Linked DNA regions of Sus scrofa: regions 1, 2, 3, 5 and 6 are each linked to region 4. The links are chromatin contacts, called in public HiChIP or PLAC-seq maps. All regions are on one chromosome and are shown on one strand. Each heading gives the region's core, a stretch centred on a gene start, on an enhancer-like site or on the middle of the called end of the contact. The rest is flanking DNA. Distances are from core to core; before and after follow the strand shown.

The links. HiChIP or PLAC-seq counts read pairs in DNA pulled down with a chosen protein or histone mark.
Region 1: an H3K27ac HiChIP or PLAC-seq map of skeletal muscle shows a contact between it and region 4, with 2.2 times the contacts expected there. The contact joins two enhancer-like sites. A contact is called at or near these places in 5 of 47 Hi-C or Micro-C datasets (embryonic fibroblasts, heart right ventricle, retroperitoneal adipose tissue and 2 more) and 2 of 2 datasets of contacts at active chromatin or transcription factors (alveolar macrophages and skeletal muscle).
Region 2: an H3K27ac HiChIP or PLAC-seq map of skeletal muscle shows a contact between it and region 4, with 6 times the contacts expected there. The contact joins two enhancer-like sites. A contact is called at or near these places in 1 of 47 Hi-C or Micro-C datasets (heart right ventricle) and 2 of 2 datasets of contacts at active chromatin or transcription factors (alveolar macrophages and skeletal muscle).
Region 3: an H3K27ac HiChIP or PLAC-seq map of skeletal muscle shows a contact between it and region 4. The contact joins two enhancer-like sites. A contact is called at or near these places in 8 of 47 Hi-C or Micro-C datasets (brain, fetal heart ventricle, heart right ventricle and 4 more) and 2 of 2 datasets of contacts at active chromatin or transcription factors (alveolar macrophages and skeletal muscle).
Region 5: a contact with region 4 is called in an H3K27ac HiChIP or PLAC-seq map of skeletal muscle. The contact joins two enhancer-like sites. A contact is called at or near these places in 8 of 47 Hi-C or Micro-C datasets (embryonic fibroblasts, fetal heart ventricle, heart right ventricle and 5 more) and 2 of 2 datasets of contacts at active chromatin or transcription factors (alveolar macrophages and skeletal muscle).
Region 6: a contact with region 4 is called in an H3K27ac HiChIP or PLAC-seq map of skeletal muscle. The contact joins two enhancer-like sites. A contact is called at or near these places in 2 of 47 Hi-C or Micro-C datasets (fetal heart ventricle and heart right ventricle) and 1 of 2 datasets of contacts at active chromatin or transcription factors (skeletal muscle).

The regions. Positions count from the first base shown.
Region 1 is chr1:4,390,375-4,393,648 of Sscrofa11.1, reverse strand. No RefSeq gene overlaps it. Among named protein-coding and RNA genes, the nearest start is that of QKI, 490 kb to the left of the region's middle. Within about 2 kb of position 1,383, at least 3 of the 83 cell types and tissues checked have an H3K27ac peak or open chromatin away from gene starts, as enhancers often do. A contact at or near this core is called in skeletal muscle, where this site is marked.
Region 2 is chr1:4,315,690-4,319,138 of Sscrofa11.1, reverse strand. No RefSeq gene overlaps it. Among named protein-coding and RNA genes, the nearest start is that of QKI, 570 kb to the left of the region's middle. Within about 2 kb of position 1,903, at least 4 of the 83 cell types and tissues checked have an H3K27ac peak or open chromatin away from gene starts, as enhancers often do. A contact at or near this core is called in skeletal muscle, where this site is marked.
Region 3 is chr1:4,245,732-4,249,126 of Sscrofa11.1, reverse strand. No RefSeq gene overlaps it. Among named protein-coding and RNA genes, the nearest start is that of QKI, 640 kb to the left of the region's middle. Within about 2 kb of position 1,641, at least 38 of the 83 cell types and tissues checked have an H3K27ac peak or open chromatin away from gene starts, as enhancers often do. A contact at or near this core is called in alveolar macrophages, liver, mesenteric adipose tissue and 2 more, where this site is marked.
Region 4 is chr1:4,948,060-4,951,157 of Sscrofa11.1, reverse strand. LOC110259878 (a long non-coding RNA gene) reads right to left here. Exons shown (of 2, transcript XR_002342280.1): 2 at 884-1,468. Among named protein-coding and RNA genes, the nearest start is that of QKI, 66 kb to the right of the region's middle. Within about 2 kb of position 1,262, at least 28 of the 83 cell types and tissues checked have an H3K27ac peak or open chromatin away from gene starts, as enhancers often do. A contact at or near this core is called in alveolar macrophages, liver, mesenteric adipose tissue and 3 more, where this site is marked.
Region 5 is chr1:4,372,803-4,375,970 of Sscrofa11.1, reverse strand. No RefSeq gene overlaps it. Among named protein-coding and RNA genes, the nearest start is that of QKI, 510 kb to the left of the region's middle. Within about 2 kb of position 1,475, at least 22 of the 83 cell types and tissues checked have an H3K27ac peak or open chromatin away from gene starts, as enhancers often do. A contact at or near this core is called in alveolar macrophages, liver, retroperitoneal adipose tissue and 2 more, where this site is marked.
Region 6 is chr1:4,427,571-4,430,728 of Sscrofa11.1, reverse strand. No RefSeq gene overlaps it. Among named protein-coding and RNA genes, the nearest start is that of QKI, 450 kb to the left of the region's middle. Within about 2 kb of position 1,423, at least 6 of the 83 cell types and tissues checked have an H3K27ac peak or open chromatin away from gene starts, as enhancers often do. A contact at or near this core is called in skeletal muscle, where this site is marked.

The DNA of each region.
Region 1 (3,274 bases), core at 134-2,633, 560 kb after region 4:
GCAGTTTGGGAAGGAGAGGGGCTCTGCCACGGTTTCCCAACTGGCGGCCTCACACAATTCATTTTATTGCCACCCAAAGCCACCTGCTGCTTGCATTTGTGGTCTGTGTGGCACAAGGCCAGTAATATCAGCCAGGCAGGGATCTTGTCTCAGTCTCGAGGGCAGATACAAATTGTCATCTTCAGTGAATACTTGTTACGTGTAGGGCATCCTGCCAGGAGCCATCAGTGAGAGACCAGGAGACACAGATGAAGCAGGTTCTGTCCTGAGGGACAAGATGTCTCATACTAGTTACCGCTAGCGTGTCAATTTCATTTCTTGGTAAATATGAAGAATGTAGTCCCAAATTTTCTTACTCATATCCTGATGGGTTGGAAAAAGTCTCGTGTTTCTGTTGCAGAGCAAGGTATCTTCTCTTCATATGGTTTAGGTTTGTGTAACAGAAGAGTGTTTTGGTTATTACATACGTATTATTACGTTCAAAAATTCATGGGAGATTTCTTGCTCAGAGCTAAGCAATAATAATAATAATAATAATAAAAATAAAATATTTATCTTAAGAATTACATTGCACAGGCAAGTTTTTTATTTCTAGGCTGGTCATAAAAAGTGACCTTAGAAAGTTTTGAAAACACACCTGAGAGAAAAGGAAACACTCATCATTTGATGACATCTTCCAATGCGCTGTCAGTGATGACGCTTTTGTGTTAATTCTCCCAGACACGCCTTTTTCTTTGTCCAGCCCACAAAATTTAAAAGCTCAACCTCAAAATTGAAATCTTCAGCCTAATTAAAAGACACCCTGGGGGCACTGGGTCAACGTTCGTTTACATTTAAGCTGCAGGTCATTTCTGAGTCCTCCTGGGGCCTGGATGAGGCTCTCTAGGGCTTGGACCGGCCGTGGGCGTGTGTGTCGCTGGAAGAGGTGAGAGAGCAGAACAAGTCAAACCCGTCTTTTCCAACCAGGTGAGGTGGACCAGCCTATGCGGCGTCAACCCTGAAGAAGGACAGGGCTGGGCGGGCCGCTGGTGGTGGTCCAGCTCTGGACCAAGGATGGGATGGATTCTGTCCCTGGGTGCCTGTGAGCCACACGGTCCCCTTCCCCAGGTGTCCCCTAGGAAAGCGCCCGGGGGTGGGGCCAGTACTTCCTGTTCCACCTCCCTTTGCTTCTCCCACCCAAGGGCTCCGAGTTGGGAGTTTGCCAAATAAAGGGAAGAGCCCCACGGTCGGTCCTTTGGGTCTTCTGTAGGTAGAAGAGCAAGGCCAGGCTCTTCATTTACTTTCACTTGTTCCGATTTTGACCTCAAGCTTGTCCGGGCAGCGTCACACTCTGGGTGGCAGAGTTGGAGTGAATGGACAGGGCTGAGAGGGAGTCCGGTCGGCCTGGCCCGCCAGAGTCGGCGGTGGGGCCGCAGGGACACCCCCCGAGGTGCAGGCCCGGCTGGTGGGGCTGCGGAGCCCCTCGGCTTTTTGAGGCCGTGGGGTCGTGCCACACGTTCGATCCCTTTGAGTCTCGTGCTGCAGCATATCCTTTCCAGCTGCCGCTCAGCCCAGGCTGCTTGCCTAGGGGTTTTGCTAATGAATGTAATTTTACAGCAACAAAAGGCACCAGGAGAACTGAAAGTTCTAGAGGGAAAACAGCAGTTTCTTTTTTTTTCCAAGTCGAATGTTTTCAGGCGCCACTGTTTTCTCCCACAGACGCAAACTCACATGGGTCCCGATCGAGCCAAGGCCCGGTTCTTCCCTGGAAGGTTTCGAATCACCCACCTACCAAGACATTTGCTGGAGTTTGAGATTCTACCTCCTGATTTAGTTCTTTTCAGCAGTAATGTCATGCACACTTTGTGTGTTATCCAACCCAGAGGAACCTGGGGTGTTTTACACCGTGTCCGGCTGCAATAATGAGACACTAAGAATATGATTCCAGCCCTGAAAAGGGGGCTTTGCATACACATCGGCTGTGTGGGGAATGGGGACCCGCAGTCTCCTGCCTTTGCTCCGTTTCTTCCCTTCGTCTGTAAACATCCCTCCGTCTACTTGCATAAACACTGAGGTCTTGCAATGACCGTGTGATTCGGGGCCTTTTTTCCCTCTGGGACTTCTGCTCCCCCCCCACCCCCCAGCCAGACGTTCGTGATGGTGGATAATCCACTGGCTTGTTATGGGTGTGACTAGATAGTCGTTTAGTGCTACTAGTGACTCCGAATCTGGCAGTGGAAGGAAGTGTCTGTTCACCAACAGGTATGTGGGATCCGCAGGCCTAATCCACCCACATCTTCACAATTTCAGCTGCCTCATCCAGAGCCATGAGCTGATCCTGGGCATCTTACTGCGTCTCCACCAGGGAGCAGCTCTGCTGACTGGTTCAGCACCTACCCCTCATTTCTGACCTGGCCATGACCGACCTCCATCTCTGGGGGCCTCCTGCCCTGCTTGGATGGTGGGTGGGTGGTGTGAGTACATTTTCGTGAATGAGAAGTAACATGTAGGTGCAGGGTAAGTCACCAATGATTTCCCGATCCAGTGGCTGGTTAGGTAGTGTAGGAAACACTGATTCATCCCCTGCAGAAGGTTCATAGGTTCAGGATGGGAAGTGCGCGAAGTCCACAGAGGCTCCTCAAAAGATAGTGGCTGTTAGGGTAGTGATGGCAGTAATGGATCTACGTGTTCAAAGTGCCATGGGAGCTGCTGGAAAAGTCAGCTGCTGACTTCGTTGTTGGGAAAACTTTGAGAAATGGTGAAGTGGAGTTTACTAGATAAGTAAAGCCAGGGGTCCCTTTGTGGTGCAGTGGGTCAAGGATCCAGTTTATCCAGTGTGGTAAGGATAAAGCAGCTTGAGTCACGGATGTTCGTGGGTTTAACCCTTGGCCCAGGAAGTTCCACGTGCCATGGGTGTGGCCAAAGAAAAAAAAGTAAAGCTAAAGTGCTAATAAATTTCAGGAGAGGAGGAGAAGGGCCTCAGGATGACTTTCACGGGCCCTGGAGACTATGTGTTCTTCCACAGACATAATCACTAAGAAGTCTACTGCATGACTCTGTCTATGTAAGGATGGCTTGGTTAATCTTGCTTCTTTAAAGATTCCCTTTCTCTTCTGGTTCTAAAAGAAAGAAACACATTTCATGGGCCTCTAAAAGTAGGGAGGCAACCACTGCGCCTGCGTTGCCTGGGAGAAGATGAGTGCGAAGGAAGAGAAAGAGAGGAAGGAGGCTGCGGGGAGAGGAAGGGAAAGAGACCCCAGAAAGAGACACAGTAACTGTGAGAGGAGTGGAAATA
Region 2 (3,449 bases), core at 654-3,153, 630 kb after region 4:
AGTCAGGGGTTCCTCCACAGGAAGCTGAGGGAGGAGGACTGCCGTCACACGCACTCCTTGGCCTCTGGCTTAGGTGGACGCGTGATGAGGATGCCGTCACTGAGGTGGGGAATAGACACAAAAGAGCAGGGTCGAGGTGGGCGAATGTAATGGGTGCAGACTGAGACATTTGGACTTTGAGACGATGGTGTGACTTTTGGTGTAGGTGAGGATTTGGGAGTCCTCTGCCTTCAGAAATAACAGTAGCAGTACTTCAAACAGTGGCTAATATTTATACTAACATTTTTCTCAGAACCGTGCCTGTATCCACTCATTTAATCCACACAATGGCCCCGTGTAAAGAGGACCTGTGATTATCGCTAGTTTAATTTTTTAAATTAAAAGATCGTTGATTTACAGTGATTATGCCTAGACCAACGATTAAACAACTGAGACAGAGAGTTGAAATAACTTGCCCTTGGTTCGACCTTAAAATGTGGTAGAGCAGTCTACCACCAGAACTGGTGCCATTAGTCATGCCATTAATGTGGAAGTTTAATGTGCGGGATTAGAAGGGGTTTCTGAGAGAAAGGGAGAGGAAAAGGAGAAGATGGAGGATGGAAATATCTGTATTTCTGGTTCCTTAGAGGCTGTGAAGGAGACAATTCACTTTTAGGGGCGTGGCGAGGGAAGGGAGGGGCGTGGCGAGGGAAGGGAGGGGCGTGGCGAGGGAAGGGAGGGGCGTGGCGAGGGAAGGGAGGGGCGTGGAGGACAGAGAGGAGGGGCTTTGGGGAAGGGGCGGGGCCTGGCCAGAGGAGGGGAGGAGTGTGGGGAAGAAGGAAAGGGCGATGGAAAAGGCAAGAGCCTGGGGGCGTCTTCCTGGGCCTGAAGGTCCAGCCTGCCTCCTACTCCGTTATCCATACATCCCGAGATTAGGGATTAGCTCTGAAGGGACCCACGTGGCCTGTCTTGCTTCCCCACAAGCTCCCGAGTCCCCAGTTCAGAGTATCCGCCGGCAGCTGTTCAGAGTGTACCCAGGCATCAGCATACGGTTCTACTGCGGCCTGGGGAGCAGTGAGGACCAGGGGCGGATGGATTTGCCGTGCGTTTTTCTGTTCAGCCATTCATTATGGTGTATTCCCAGGTGGCATGCACGTTTCTGTGGGGTCAAAAGTTGAAAAAGGCTCTATTCCTTCTCAGGGCGTTTGGAATCCAGTTGGAAAGTTTGGAATATTTGGCTCCTAATGAACCATAGAAATATCATTGAAATATTTCCCTACCGCTAATCGTTAGGCTGAATCTGACAACGCTATTACAAGTTAAGATTTTTAAATTGTCTCCGTGAGTTAAGATAAACACACCCAGAATTCACAGGCAAGAGACACAGTGCAGGGCATTAATGCCCAGAAATGCCAAGGACGGTCTAATTTTAGAAGAAAGAACCCAGTGTCCGAGAGCCTGGGGCAGGGCTGGAATGCCTTCGGTCTGAGCCAAAAGTGCCCCAGCTCCACCCCACCCCACCCTACCCTATTCCACCCCACCACACCCCTCCCCTCCCTGACCCCAAAGAGTTTGTATTAGGAAAACCTTGGATACCAGGCAGCTCTCTTGTCTTTCTTCGGAGGCTTTTAAAAAATTGCAATTGATTTCTTAGAACTAATAAAATAGGTTTATGACAATCGTGGTAAATGTGATTTCATAACTTTAGCCTAATGAGCAAGGTTCCCTGCTCCAGGGGGAATGATTCTGCATTCCTTTGGTCATTCAGACCTGGGTGAGCCCACGAAGGGACTAAAACTTTTTTGAAGGGCATATTGTCAGGTAGCTGACAGGGTTTACCTAGTGAAATGGGAAAGCACAGGTGCACAGATTTAGCTTTGTCCTGTCCAGGGGAATGAAAATCTATTTTTAATCAGTGTTATAGCATCGAAGAAGTGTGGCATGTATGCCTGCTATGAGCAGTGGCAGCTGGCTGGAGGCTGGCAGTTTGTCATCCCAGTACTGGGTCTAAAAAAAAAAAATCAAGTCATCAGCTGAAAAAAAAAAATCTAGACAAAATAATAGTAGCTAACATGTATTGAGCATACATGCTTGGTGCTGGTGGCTTCACTTGTATTATTTCATTTCTCTTCCCCTCAACCCTATGAAGGTTCTATAATTATCCACCAGGTAAGTAAGGATCAGAGGGTAAAATAATGTCCAGAGTTCCCAAGGCCGTGGTGGAACTCCTGCTTGAACATCGCTCTAGCTTCCTAGTGTGTGTGCTCTGCAGGTCTGCTCTGCCATCTCCCTGACAGGCTACCAGAGTCACCTGGTGGCCTCTGAAATCTCCCCACTGACAACATGGAGCCACAGACTGTCAACTCCATAGGAGTCAGATCCTGTTTCTCTGATGCCAGCACTCCCTGAGAGCCTGCCTATAAATCCATACTCAATATTGGTTGAATGAGTGAATGAATGAATAGGTGAATGGGTGATGAGTGAATGAAAGGAATGAACCATATTAAATCTTATACTGAGTCAGTTTGTGGGGGAAAAAATAGGCTGACAAAAGTGTCCAGGAATTTGGGAAATAGAGCTTTAGGGGAAGAACCTCTATTTCCAAAAACATACTCTTTTTTGCAAATTATGCAGTTGCCTACATAGCTGATGAAATTCATCAGTGAAAGTGGTTATGGTGTGAGAAGAAAGACCTTTCTTCTTCAGGTTCAACTTCATTGTGGGGAAACACTACATCCATAGCCACATTTTAATTGCTAGTGGGAAAGAGGGCAAATTAAGATGCATTTAGTAGTGCGAATGCTTAAATTATCTGGCAAGACAGAAGTGTTAAATTGGGGATATATTAGTTATGAACAGACTGAGTAGAAAAATCATATGATAGGGACTCAATAACGTTTTAAGAACTACTTGTCATATTGGGTTGACTCTGCCTTCATGAAAGAGGCTTGCATCTCAGTTTTAGCTCTGTGTTTAGCGGGTTTCTTATTGCCTGAGAAACACTGTAGACAATATTTATGAGGGCTGGTGAAACCAGAGCAGACCTGGATGATTTCATGATCTTGTTTGTCCTGCCCTTACATTATCCTCTCCTATTTGGAAGACCCTCCTTTCGAAATGCGAGTTTCTAACTCATGACTATGGGGTAGAAGATTCTGTTTACTGAGGCAGGACACTCCCATGTTTGCGAGGTCAAACACCTGTGTGTAGAGGCAGGCATTCTGACGCCAGTGTCTCATTAAAGCCCAGCCCATCTGCGGGAGAGGTGCGCTGTGCTCCTTTGGCGGAGGAGGTGAGGGCAGAACCCGATTGTACATCGTCGGATTTTCACGTCCATGCACGTGGAGCCCAATCTACCCTTGGAGGCGACCTTGGCTCAGAATCCCCACTCCCCTCCCTCCCTCCCTCGCCTCCCTGGGCAGAGTAGAGGCCTGAAGCTGCGGAACAGGTGGGGGACAAGCCGCTGACTG
Region 3 (3,395 bases), core at 392-2,891, 700 kb after region 4:
TGACTCACCAAACACCAGTGTGTGGTGTATGTTTACAGCTGATGCAACTGTTGGAAATAAGAGGCTTTGGAGAATCAAATGCCTTCAGAGTAGAGTCATGGGATGTGCTTTATTTGTAGGTGGCTGGTTAAATTCTGACCGGAGTTATCTTGAGATGGCTCTTAAGTGGTCTGTGTGAGATGCGTTTCAGGCTGAAGCCAGTTCCTAGACACCCAGTTCCAACACCCGAGACTGTTGGCACTGGTGTTGGAAACTTTTGTGAGGAGACCAGTCCTCAGATAAATCCAAGGGCCCTAAAGATAAATCCAGGGAAGGGCCACAGGACAGTGGCCTCAGACATAAAATCAGGGAAACCGGCTATGAATTGCTTTTGGAAGCTCGCCCGTCTCCAGCATTTCATAAACATTAACAACATCGGCAAAGGAATCAGTTTTCAATAGAAACTTCGACAATGAATGCAGTGCTGTCTTGACATGACATTGAACCTTCATCCGTCGGAAAGCAGCCTCTTGGGCATCCACGTGGTGGGTTGTGAAGGTTCAGCTCAGGCGCCCGTCGGCTCTCCTGAGTTACCCGACCCAGGGCCAGTGAGGGCTGAGTCTTTTTCCTTCGCTGTCCTGACCTTCTCTTATTTGTCCCCCCCGCTTTATCTCTGAACACCGAGATGACATATTCCATGGCACACATTCACCGACTTGCATTTTTCGGGGGTTGATCGTAAGGAGAAGTCAGACTTGGAGGAAACGGTTATTAAATTTACCTGCGGGAGGGATGCCTCTTGTCTATTTGATATGAGGTGAATGGAGCTGTTCCCTAAGTGGACTCATGCTCGCCCCACCCTTCTTTAAAAGAAAGAAAGTCACGGGGAGGAGTGAGGAAATTTCCAGCAGCTTTTCACTTTTCCCAGCTCCCACCCGGACACTGGCATGAACTCAAGTGTATTTAAAATAAAGCTGGTTTGCGGAGAGGGCTGTTGGCTTCCAGAGTTGGGTGAGCAATCCCCAACAGATGACTGGGTCCTATGACCTAATAAAAGAAGTATCTCAAGGAAGACTTCAAAGTTGACCTCTTTCCCCACAAGAGACGAATCAAGATGAACTTGGCCTTTGTGCCCTCCCCTCTTCCCAGCTCCCGCGTCCTCTTCCATCCTGTCTTCCTGCAGGCTGCATGGGGACACTCTCTCTTCTGTTTCTCCTTTGGGGAAGTAGTGGTCATTGTGGTTGACACCAGACTCATGGATGGCTGGGGGTGGGTGCCCGATAATTGCAGCACTTCTTAGGCACTTTTGTCTCCCAAATATGGCACCGTGGCAGCTGAAATACCTTATGAAAATAGCATTAAAATGTGTAATGTACCATAAATAAACAGAGAGACAGCCAGGAAGCTGTGCTAATCACTGCTTTGATGTAGCATGAATTACTGTATTTTTAAGGGCCTCATGTTTCTGACTGCTTGTTTTGACTCAGCTGCCACTGCTCCAGAGAAGGCTTGGACCCAGTGTTCCACCTCTTCTCCCTCCGTGGTGACAGCTGTTGTCCTTTGACTCACAGGAAAATGATTTCCCCACCCTTCCCCTGCCTCGCGGCCCTTTCCTGGCAGGACTCCCTGTGAAGCTCCAACTCCCCTCCCCTTGTCGAGGCCGGCAGAGGGCGAGGACGGCCTCTGGGCAGGGCTCCAGGCTCTCCCAAGGCCCTGTGTCATCTGCCAGCCTGTCCAGCGCTCCACGGCAACATCCTATTTTTATCTTGGGCACCCTGGCGCTCTCCCAGTTGGTTGGGCACGTCGGGCAATGGAGGTCGGGCCGGACCTGTGTCACCAGCTGCCGTAGGGCGGAATCCCCTTGCTGAGTGGAGCTCCCAGGAGGAAAGCATCCTATGCTGCAATCTTGGGGATCCATCAGGACATTCCTGCTTTGCCTGCGGGGCATCCGCCACTTACTGGAGAGGCTGAATCCTGACTTGCTACCGAGAGTGGGAGTACTTAAGTTTGTAAGCCTTCAGTGCCTTTCCGGGTCTTAGGATTGATCATGTGGATGTCACAGGGCACAGGTAAAGGCCAGAGGCTGTCTCCACGTTGTAACTGCCCAGGTAACCCCTTTCAGACCGGACTTCTGGGCAGCCCTCCCGCTAGTTCCGTTAATGATCCGGGCTCAGTCCCCCCCAGCTCTGCTCCTGGGTCCGGGAGCGCCCTCTTGTGGTTGGAAGAGCTCTAAGCCGACTTTTTTTCTTTTCCTATTTTTTTCCTAACATTGACGTTTTCTCAAATTTTGTGTTTTCGTCTAACCCCTAGAGTGAAAAGTATTAGCCGTTAGTTTGAAGATGAGCATGGGAGAGGGAGAGAAGGTGGAAATGTTTTATCACCATCTTTATCATCCTTGTACCGAAGCCCCTATCAGTCCACGTTCACTCTCTCAAACCAGAACATTTGAAATATCTCTTTAATGGTCTTTTTGCCTTCGGGATTCTATCCTCTCATCCTTATTATTTTTTTCTTTTTATCTGTCTCAAAATTAAACGAAATGTTCTTTAAAGCTTTTTGCTTTGTTTCCTTGTTGCCTTCTGGAGACCGTTCCAAGGCTGACTCTTTTGTGAAGTTCCCATTCCTGCCTCTCTTAGGTGCCTTCTTACTCCGCTTTGCTAAACCCTTTGGTGTAAGGCCCTCCACACCACTCCCGCCAACGACCATGGAGGCCCTGAGTTTTCCCTCCTCTGTGCCTCCTGTTTGGCTTCCGTGGGCGGCATCAGGGTCCCCTCGCAGGTCCAGGTCGTCCTCTCCCCGCCCACCTCTGCCCATCTTCACCAGAAGCTCTTGCTGCCTCTGCCCTGGCAGGTGCTTCCTCTTCTCACATCCACTGCGCTTGCAGTTCATGCTAATCTGCGCCTTGTGTCTTTCTGCAAACAATGATCATCTCCCAAAGGTGATTACGATCTCGTGGGTAGAGACTGACTATGTACCTTCTTCTTTCTTGGTGGATGCATCGGCGACAAGGAGTGTCTCTGAACCAGTGAACCTCACACCAGCATGGCCCCAGTTTACTGAATCCTCATAATCAGCTTCCAAGGTCAGGGTTAGTGCAATTGTTCCTATCATAGCCCAGGAGCCAGGGAGGTGCAGAGAACTCATGACCTTTGACTTCGTCCCAGGTGAGGAGGGGGTGGGGCTGGGCTGTGATCCCAGACACAAGAGTTCATTGTCTAAGCACAACCAGTCAGTCCTGGCTTCTTGACAGAGACCCTCTGATGTAAGATCCGTCTTGATGGTCATTATGTGCAGACGTACAATAAAAGGCTAAAGTCTCTGTTTTCAAACATGAATATAGTGAAATTTTTGGAAAAGTAAATTTCATTACTGAATACTTTTTTTTGGCCACACCCATGGCATATGGAAGTTCCCAG
Region 4 (3,098 bases), core at 13-2,512:
GAGTGTATGAATTCGTCAAAAGATGAGCAAATTTACACATAAAGTCTGTGTGTTTCTCTGTAAACTGCTTCTCTTTGCGGAACAAAAACAAAAACCCTGTAGCATGCTGGAGAGAAAGGGCTATGGTCCTTCCTGGAAAAGTTCTGGGAGGGAGACGGGGATCCAGCCACGTCCTGCAACACCGCAGTGTGGGGCGTGGACCGTCACGAGGCCCAGGTCTGGTGGGAAAACATTAGTGGACTCAGTGTCGGAACCCAAGGGCGGGACTTCTTAGAACTGAGAATCTTGAGACTGGTGAGGTCTCCAAAGGGCCCTGATGCGGGTGGCACTGCAGGCCCTGCCACACTTCCTCTCCCAGTGCCAGCTGTCACCAGAAAAGAGAGCGTTCATGTCTCAACTATCAGAAACCTTCAACTAGCATAAACCTCAGGGCTGCCAGGAGCATTCACAATCACCAAGTGTCACTTCGCACCCAATGCAGGACACCCCCCCTCAAGGCACCATCCCCATGCCCGGCAAGGCCTGCCCTGGGTGCACCAGATGTTCCATGTCTTCTGCTGGGGGGCACTTAGAAGTGCCTTCAATGCTTTCTATCCAAAAATGCTTAGCTTGACCTCGTCAGAGGCTCTACAGCCCCACTTTACAGGCAACACAGGGGACAGAAGGACGAACTAAACAATGTCACAAAGAAGCAATGGGACAAATCCAGGAGGTGAGGTGTCGCACAGTGTAATTGGCCCAAAATAAGTTGATACCCTAAAAAAAGGACAGTTATGAATTAAAGAGACTTAAGGAACATGACCACCTGTGAAAACGAATGGCCATGGATTTGTTATTGATTTGCACAAAATTACGGTAAATAACACACATTTTGAACATAGACTATTGATGAGAAGAAATTTAGTGAAGTAGAAAGGTAGAGATCATTGAATAAAGATATGAAACAATACACTCATTTTGTCTAATTTTAAGATTTTTTTTTTCGGGCCTCTAAGATATTCACAGCCAGGATCACTCAGTGATAAAAGGGTTTCTTCTTCTTTTGTGCTTGCTTCTATTTTCTAGATTTGCACCATGCATATGTACCACTCCATCTATTGTGGGTTGAATTGTGTTCCCCCCCAAAATTCACTGTGACTTTATTGGGAAATAGGGTCCTTGCCCATGTAATCAGTTAAGATGAGTCATCCTGGAGTAGCCTGGCCCTGAGCCGGTATCCCTGCTGTCCTCATAAAAAGGGGAAATGTGAACACACGCGGAGCATGCCAGCTCCGATGAAGGCGGAGATTGAAGCCGTCATCTCACAAGCCAGGGGGGGACTGGGAGAGCGCGGCCTCAGCGGGAAGCAGCGCAGCCCGCACCGTGTCTCCAACTTCTGCGCGCAGCACCCCGAGAAAGCAAATTGTGTTGTTTAAGCACCCCGGTCGTGGTACTTCAGTGCTGCAGCCAAAGGGAGGTGATGCAACATCTATAATAAGAAGAAAGGACTTAAACGCAGAAGTTAAAATAGCAAAGCCTGGGGCCCGGGTGGGGGGCGCCCGCCCTCACCGGTTCAGGAGCTTCTATTTCAAGGGCAAGAGGTTCCATTTTATAAACAGCTTGGACCAGAACTTTCTTCGTTACACTGCCTGCCCGGCCTTCCTGTCCGGGGAGCTCATGAGTCAGGCTCCTCTTGAGTCACCTCTGCTCCCCAGCAGCGCGGGGAAGAGGCTGCGCTCCCGGGAGCCTCCGGCAGCGGCCCTCACTGCTCCCCGAGGCCCGCCGCTGAGCCAGCGTGGTCCCGGTGCCCTCAAAGAGCCGCCGAGGCTATTCTTATAATGAAGCGCCTCATCCTCCCGTTACGTGGCCCAGAGGCCCGGCCAGAAACCTGAGCCGTCGGGGCCAGGAGATCAAAATAACTTCCAAGAATAACCCGGGCCGCGCTGCTCCCCGGGCGCCCCGCGGAAGCCCCGGCCGCCCCCGCTTCCTCCCGCGCTCCCCAGGAACGGGCCTATCATGTCCCACACGCTGAAATTCAATAAACTGGAACAATCGGAGGAAGTGTGGAGCTTTCTCCGCACCGGGACCCTGCTTATCAAAGTGACAAGATTGATTCAGTTGCTACAAACGTCCGAAGACTTCCTTTCCCAAAAGAAAGGCCGGGAGGAAGGTCATGTCCTTCGGCCACCTCCCCCGAGCCAGGCGCTGCATCTGCTTCTCTTCAAGCTGGTCCGGCAGGCGGCCCCCTTCCCAGCTCCTCTGTGCGTCCCTCCAGGGGGCGGGTGAAGGCAGCGGCCCTGTCACCTGCCTGGGAAGCGGCAGGGGAGGGAGGCACGTGGAGGGGAGACCCCAGCGAGAGAGGAAAGGGGCGGGGAGAAGAGGCAAAGGAGGGGGAGGCAAGGGCCCCTCCCCAGTGCCCGTGGTACCACCCTCTGCAGGGACCAGGCCCTCCAGCCAGGGCCCCCACCTGGGCTCCCCGCCTCCTCCGCTGCCCACCGAAGCCAGCACAGGCCCTCCCCTCCCTCCCCCGTGCCAGCCCTCAGAGTAGAGCACATTCTGAGCTAACTGTGTCGCTCCGAGTCCCGTCCCTGTCCCAGTCCTTGTCTGGGCTGCTCCCCTCAGGGAGTGACTGTCCCGTCCTTTTACAGGTGGTCAGGCAGAGCCTTCCCCCGACCTTGCTGAAGCCCCCAGCCCCTCTGCCCTGCACCCTGCGCCCTTCCCCTTGGAGGTGGCTAAGCTCACACCCCCTGCACTTCCCACAGAGCCCAGGTGAGCAGGGGGCACTGCCCAGCGGGCACTGAGGAAAGCTGCAGCCCGACCAGAAGCAGCATTGTGACATTAGAGCAGGTGTCCTCGGGTCTACCTCGGGGCCCCAGGGCCCTGCAGCCTCACCACAGGCCGCAGTCAGAGAAGCAGCCGCTGGACTGAAAGCCAGGCTCCCCCCTACCCGCCCCAGTCTGAGCCAGGACAGCACGACCGTGGGTCCCTCTGAAAAGAGGGGACGCATCAGAGTTTGGCCACCGCCGCTGGCGGAGGAAGAGGCTGCTCCAGGGGTAGATGGAGCTTCATAAACCTGAGACAGCCGGAAACAGCGCCTCCACCTGCACGACCCTGGGCCT
Region 5 (3,168 bases), core at 226-2,725, 580 kb after region 4:
TCTAGCACATGGGGTGGGCCGTCTCCCCACCTGATTTTCTCCAGGAGGGGCACCGCTCCTGTCTGCTCCAGTGGGTCCTGCAATCTTCCATCTGCAATTGGACATTTTAGCCTGAAGTTCAACTTTTATTTGGGAGGTTCCCCCCCCCTTTGATAATGTCCTGCCTAGTTCTCTGTCTCACTCCTGGAAGAAGGTGCTGGAGCCTGCTATGCATCCTCAGCCTCTGAGGACAGGTTTGGCTGCTCTCCTGGGTGTATCGTCTCTGCCTGGAGAAGAGATGCTGTGTGTGAGCATCTGGGCTTGGGTAGGGCACTGGTTTTGCTCTCCTCCCCAGTCTTATCTGGCCTGAGACTCCACACTGGGCCTCCCCGGATAGTGGCACTCACAGGGCGCTGGCCTGGTGTGGGTCTGAGGCTGGTGGGTGGAGAGGGCCCTGGCAGTGGTGGCAGAGCTGTTTCCCTCAGATCTGGAGGCCTCATCATACTTAGAAGAGTTCTGAAGACCTGCCTCTAACACGTAAAAATTCCTCACTAAGATTTTAACGGGAAAGAGCCACTGTGGTGGCTCAGTGTTAATGGCCCTGACTAGTATCCATGAAGACTTGGGTTCAATCCCTGGCCTTGCTCAGTGGGTTGAGGATCTGGTGTTGCTGTGAGCTGTGGTGTAGGTCGCAGATGTGGTTCAGATGCCACATTGCTGTGGCTGTGGGGTAGGCCAGCAGATGTAGCTCTGATTCTACCCCAAGCCTGGAAACTTCCATATGCAGTAGTTGTGGCCGTAAAAAAAAGGAAGCAAGAAAGAAGTCATGGGGAATTATTTTTTGTTCCAGAGCCGCACATGCAGCATATGGAAGTTGCCAGGCTAAGGGTCCAATCAGAACTGCAGCTGCTGGTCACTTCTATAGTCTCACCTGCCACCTAGAGCGCAGGTTGTGGCCAGATCCTCAGCCCACTGAGTGAGACCGGGGATTGAACCTGCATCCCCATGGATACTGGTGGGTTTTGTTTCCCCGCTGAGCCACAAGGGAAAGATTTCAACGGGAAATCTAAGATTTCAACAGGTCAGAGATCATCCAGCTATCTTTGCTTTATCACCAGGGAGGGGGCTTAGGTTTACAGGGAAAATGTGAGGAGGGGGGCTGTGAAAGTCAGGAAGGAGGGAGGGCAAACACAGCTAAAAACCAAGGCTCAAGTCGCACGCAAGCGTGCAGAAGCTCTTGGAACGTGGCCTCAGCACTGCAAGCAGACGGCAAGCACCAGGAGTCCTTTTGTTGGTAAGGGGAATGGACCAGGGTTCCCAGACTCCGGGAGCAGAGCAGATGATATAAGTTCCAAGAAACATCAGGAAGTTCCTGCAAAGCCATGATGCCCAGGCCTAGCTGGTCGCTTGCGCGTTTCTTCCCCAGCTGACACTCAGCGTTCAGGGCTGCATGTCGACACTCTCTGGCCTCCAAGGTCACTTCCTCCGTGGAGCCTGACGTGTGAGCTGTGCAGGGAGGCCAAGGTCAGGGCAGATGGAAACCTGATCCAGGGTTTTCAGAGCTGCCAGAGCATGGGAGGGGGGGTGCTGGGGGAGCACAGTGGGTAACAGCTTAAGGTGCCCTGTGCACGGGGCCCATGGCACAGGGCCTGGGGCTGGGAGTCCCGCAGCTTCCAGAAGCCCTGCTCAGCCCTGGGATGCTCTTTTGGGAGGTCGGCCACAGGAGCCCAGGGTCTCCCCTTCGGCAGGGGTGTCTTCCACAGGGCAGGGGATCAGGGCCTCTGTCACAGGAAGGATTGCAGCCCCATCTCCCCTCTGGGACCTGACAACAAAGGACAGCAGCAGAAACACAAATCCCTGGACAGAGCTGTGTGGCCTGGGGACTCGCGATTCGGGTAGAGGAGAGACTCCTGTCCAGGGGCTCCTTTGCCAGCAGGGCCGTTTCCCATGGAGCCCCCCTGCTCCCCAACCAGCCCCAAGCCCAGTTTTATGGGGAGACTGGCAGGTGAGAAAAGCTGACAGGTCTTGGCTCTCCCCTTGTTTTGCTGTCTCAAGTTCAGAGCCAACATTACAACTTACTGTATAGAACATGAGCTTCCTCAAGAATTAATCCACCAGGGTTCTGCGTGATTGCAGCCAACTGTGTGAATCAACCAAATAGTGACAGGAAAAGAGTCATCAGGGCTCCTCTTGCTGGGTCTGAGATGCGGGGTGGCGGCGTCGTGATGGCGGAACACTTATTCCTGGTGACAGTGTCAGAACCAGAGAGAAAACAGCTTGATTTCCAGGTTCTAGGTTGAGCCCGCCAGGCTGGCAAAAAGTCTATTGCTCTGCCAACGAAGCAAATTCGATTCCTAAGTTGCGAGAGAGAAAAAATTCTGGCCCTTTTATGTCCCTTTTAATATAACGGCACTTTAATAACTGGCATCTCTTTATATCATTCCAGAATTTTAAGACTTCACTTGGTGTGGGGCCACTAAGCCACACTCAAGAAGCTTCTTAAAAAAAATCTTTAAAAATAACACAGAGTTCCTATGTGCCTGCATGTGTGTGTGTATATATGTATGTGTGTGCACATGCGTGTGTGTGTGTGCGTGTGTTATTCCTGTTTGTGCATGTGTGTGTGTATTATGCATGAGTGTGTATTATGTGTGTGTGTGTTCACTACTTTGGATTGTATGACTTTCAAACCGGCTGTTGCAGAGGGGGGAGGGTTTGTGTTTTCTAAAAACTACAGCAGCCATGAGTGGTTAATGTTTTTCTAGACCCAAATCGAGGCTCCCCCGCAGAAGTCTCAGAATGAATCAGATCATTTTTTACGACTGACCTAAAGGCTTCCAAATTATTTTCTACCGAAAGGGCATCCAAGATTGTAAAGTAGCACCTGTAACCCCTGAAGGACCCAGCACACAGATTGGAAGGGCAGGGGCTCTCCAAGAGGAGAGGAAGCAAACTTCCTTTGAATCACGGGCTGCGGGGAGGGGGGTGGCTAGGTGACATCTCTGGATGGCTTCCCTGAGACGTACAGCTGATTAGATATTAAGGTCAGGTGCTAAGAAATCAAGGTCATGCCACACTGCATTTTTCTCAAACAGCTGGGCCCAGATAAGTTAAGCAGTGGGGGATAGCGCCAAACAGATAAGGTGGCAATTTTTAACAATCTTAAAATATTGTTCCAGCAAGGAAGTG
Region 6 (3,158 bases), core at 174-2,673, 520 kb after region 4:
CAAGAATGTGAGATTGATAGAACCAGGGAGAAACACCTCTTTCCTTTAGGATCTAGGACCATAGAGAAATCTAGGTTTGTTTCAAGGGGCCACGGTCAAGGGAAAGTTGGTGTTTTTTCAGTGCCTGTTCTGTGCTAGCAATGTGGGAAGCCCTGTGCACATGACATCACCTAGTCCTCATTGCAACTCCAGGAGAGTTTTATCTTCATGCAATGAATGAGAAAATGTTCCAATGAGCCACAGCTCACTCTGGGTGACACTTAAAGGCAGGGCCAGGATTTCAACTCACCTCTGGCTTTAAAGTCCATGCTTCCTGCCACACAAGTCTTGGTTGATGTGTGTACCATAAAGGGAGAAGTCCTAAACCCTCTGCAGGCACCAACTTGTGCCTCATCCTCTGGTGCTGATGGGGTTTAGAGAACTGTGGGCTGGGCATGTTTGGGGAGTCTAGTGACACCCATGGTAAAATGATTCCCAGGCTTCCAGTTGGCCAGAGAAGGTCCTACCTGAATCCACGGTGGGATCAAAGAAATAGGTCATGTCAAATTTGCCTCCTTCATCTTTGAACAGGTGGCAGTGTACTAGAAGTACAGGCCAGTCTGAGAAATGAGAGAAGTACCGTGCTGCTAGATCTTTCCAGGGAATTTAGCAAATGCACATGAAAACCTTGTGGGCATATAAAGAAGTGAAGGTTGGGGATGGCTTCTGGCAGTTTCCATCTGGTGCCTCAGTGATGAACAAACTGAAAGGTTGGGACCAGGGTTTGTTCTTGGTCATTTGTTGTTGGCATTTGCACCAGTGCCTTGGAGGAAGGACTGAGGGGTGTGCCTGATTCCCAAGACGTGTGCGCAGGAACCAGAGCTATTCATCCTTACTCCTCTGGAAAGCCTCTTCTTTTGGGGGGGCCTTGACACAATGTCCTTACTTTCTCGCCTTCCGCTAGTTCCTTTGATGGATTCTTTGTCCTTTGCCTTAGGACCCCTTCTTGAGCTGTTCTCCCCGGTCCCTCAGTGACGACACCATCTGCTCTTGAGTTTGCTTCTTTCTGAATGACAATGCCTGGCTTCCAGCTCTGACTGATGCCGGGTATCTCTGCTTTACAGTGAGTCCCACTCACCACACCCTACCAGTGACCCTCGTCATTTACTCTTTTGTTACTTTTGTGTGTGTTTCCTACTTGACCGCAAGCCCAAGCTCCAGCCTCTCTTCCACATCAACCTGGTCCTCCTCCTGCGGTCAGCGCGTGGATGTGCTTTTTGCCATGTGTCCTGGTCATGGCCTCTGCTGTCACTCTTTCCCTCCCTCACTTGCCGAGCCTGTGTGGCTGACGTGCAAATTCCTCCTAGCTCCCTCCTCCCTCTCCACTGCTGTTATTCCCAGTCCTTGCCAGCCTCATGCCTCAGAGAGATTATGGAAAGTTTCCTCATTTGTGACCCTGTAACTGCTGTGCTATATCTGGCCTTGACGTTTCATAACATACTCGACATTGCAGTCAGAGAGGTCTTTTAAAGTGCAGATCTGGTCAGACGAAGGCCGTTCTGTTGTTCCTGTCCCTCCTGCCCCAAAGTGTCGGACAGCACTTACTCTGCCTGCAAGTCCTACCCCAGTTTATTCTTCTATCTCCTCCCTTAGAGCCCCAGGCACAATGAATTTTTGTTTTTCATCTTGAATAGGGCATGCTTCCTCCCATTTTCCCTTTGCCTGAAATAGTCTCTCCTCCTCTGGTGTATGTAATTCCTGCTCATTTCTTCCTTTTCTTCTTAAATTTACTTGTTTTCAGAAATCTGCTCTGATCCCCCAAGCACCTGAGTCAGCTGTTCCTTTTATGTGCTCGCTCAGCTGTCACTTAGGCTGAGTGACCCCAAAATGGGCTATCAAAAGGCCAATAAAACAATTACCCTTTGGATTCAAATGTTTAAGGAATACACTGAGGCTGGGCAATATGCAATGTATCTTATGCACTAACAAGATAAACGGTTATTCTGGGTGGGAGAGTCGCCTGATGGAGTCTTCCTGGTGAAGGTGATGGATCCCCTCCCCCACCCCAGACCCTCATCGTGTTCTGAGGCAACCTTCACATGGCCTTTGGGGCCGGCTGTACACCTCACACTCTGCAAAATCTTCTTAACTGAACGGATTTCCACCCATCAGTCTCATGCTCAACCCTAGCATTTAACCGTTCTGCTGTAGGTAGTAATTTTTTCTTTTGTTATCTGCCTGAAACTTTGATTCCTCACTTTCTTCTTCAGCTTTTTGTTGCAGTTGTTTAATTACATGAATCACCAGGGGGCATGACCCTGGGATTTGGGAAGAAAATGAAAAATTAAAAAACAAAAGATGGCAAAAAAATGCCAACAGCTCATTTATCCAAGCCAATGCTACTGCCCGCTCCTGGCTCATAGGTGAAGACCTCTGAATTAAATCTGTAGCTTATGGATGGTATTTCAAACAGCCAAGTTTCATGTCTTCAATTTGTGAAATTATTAGCTGGCAATTGCCTACTTTCTTCTTGAGATCTTCTTTTGAATCTTGCTAGTGTTTTCATTAGTCTGCTTGGATAAGATTTAAAAAGACGTGTATAAAATCATGCTGTATTGAAACAAATACCAGTTGTAAAATGTCTTTTAATAACTAAACCAACATAACCCCCGGAACACTGTAGGCTCTCAATAAATGTTTATTGAGTTAAATTGAATATTGTTAATATTTTTATTTACCTTCAGAGCACTCTCTTTCTTTTTTGGTCTGCAAGTATTTCTAATTCGCTTTTTATAGCCTAAGGAACGTCATTTCCAAGTATGTTGACTATTTCCTTTTACATCGTGACAATATATGTGAGGCACAGTCCCTTGAAAAATATGAAACCACATGTTAGGAAAAAATTATGTTGAAGATTTAAAGAGAAGAGTCATTTTATCTAATTCAGCTACTGAAATCCTGAGAATAGAGTTTTTAAGGCTTTATTTTATTGTTCTGTGTCTCACCTGAGTCTTAAATAATCTCAGAGAGAACACACTATAATATTTTATTAAGAAATAAATAGCTATTCGCCAGGCAGGAGAAACATAGTAAAATGGGTTATTTCGTTGTTGAGGTAAAAAAGTTACTAGTACTATACAACAGAGCATGAAAATGCTGCTTGCCATAAAACAGTACTG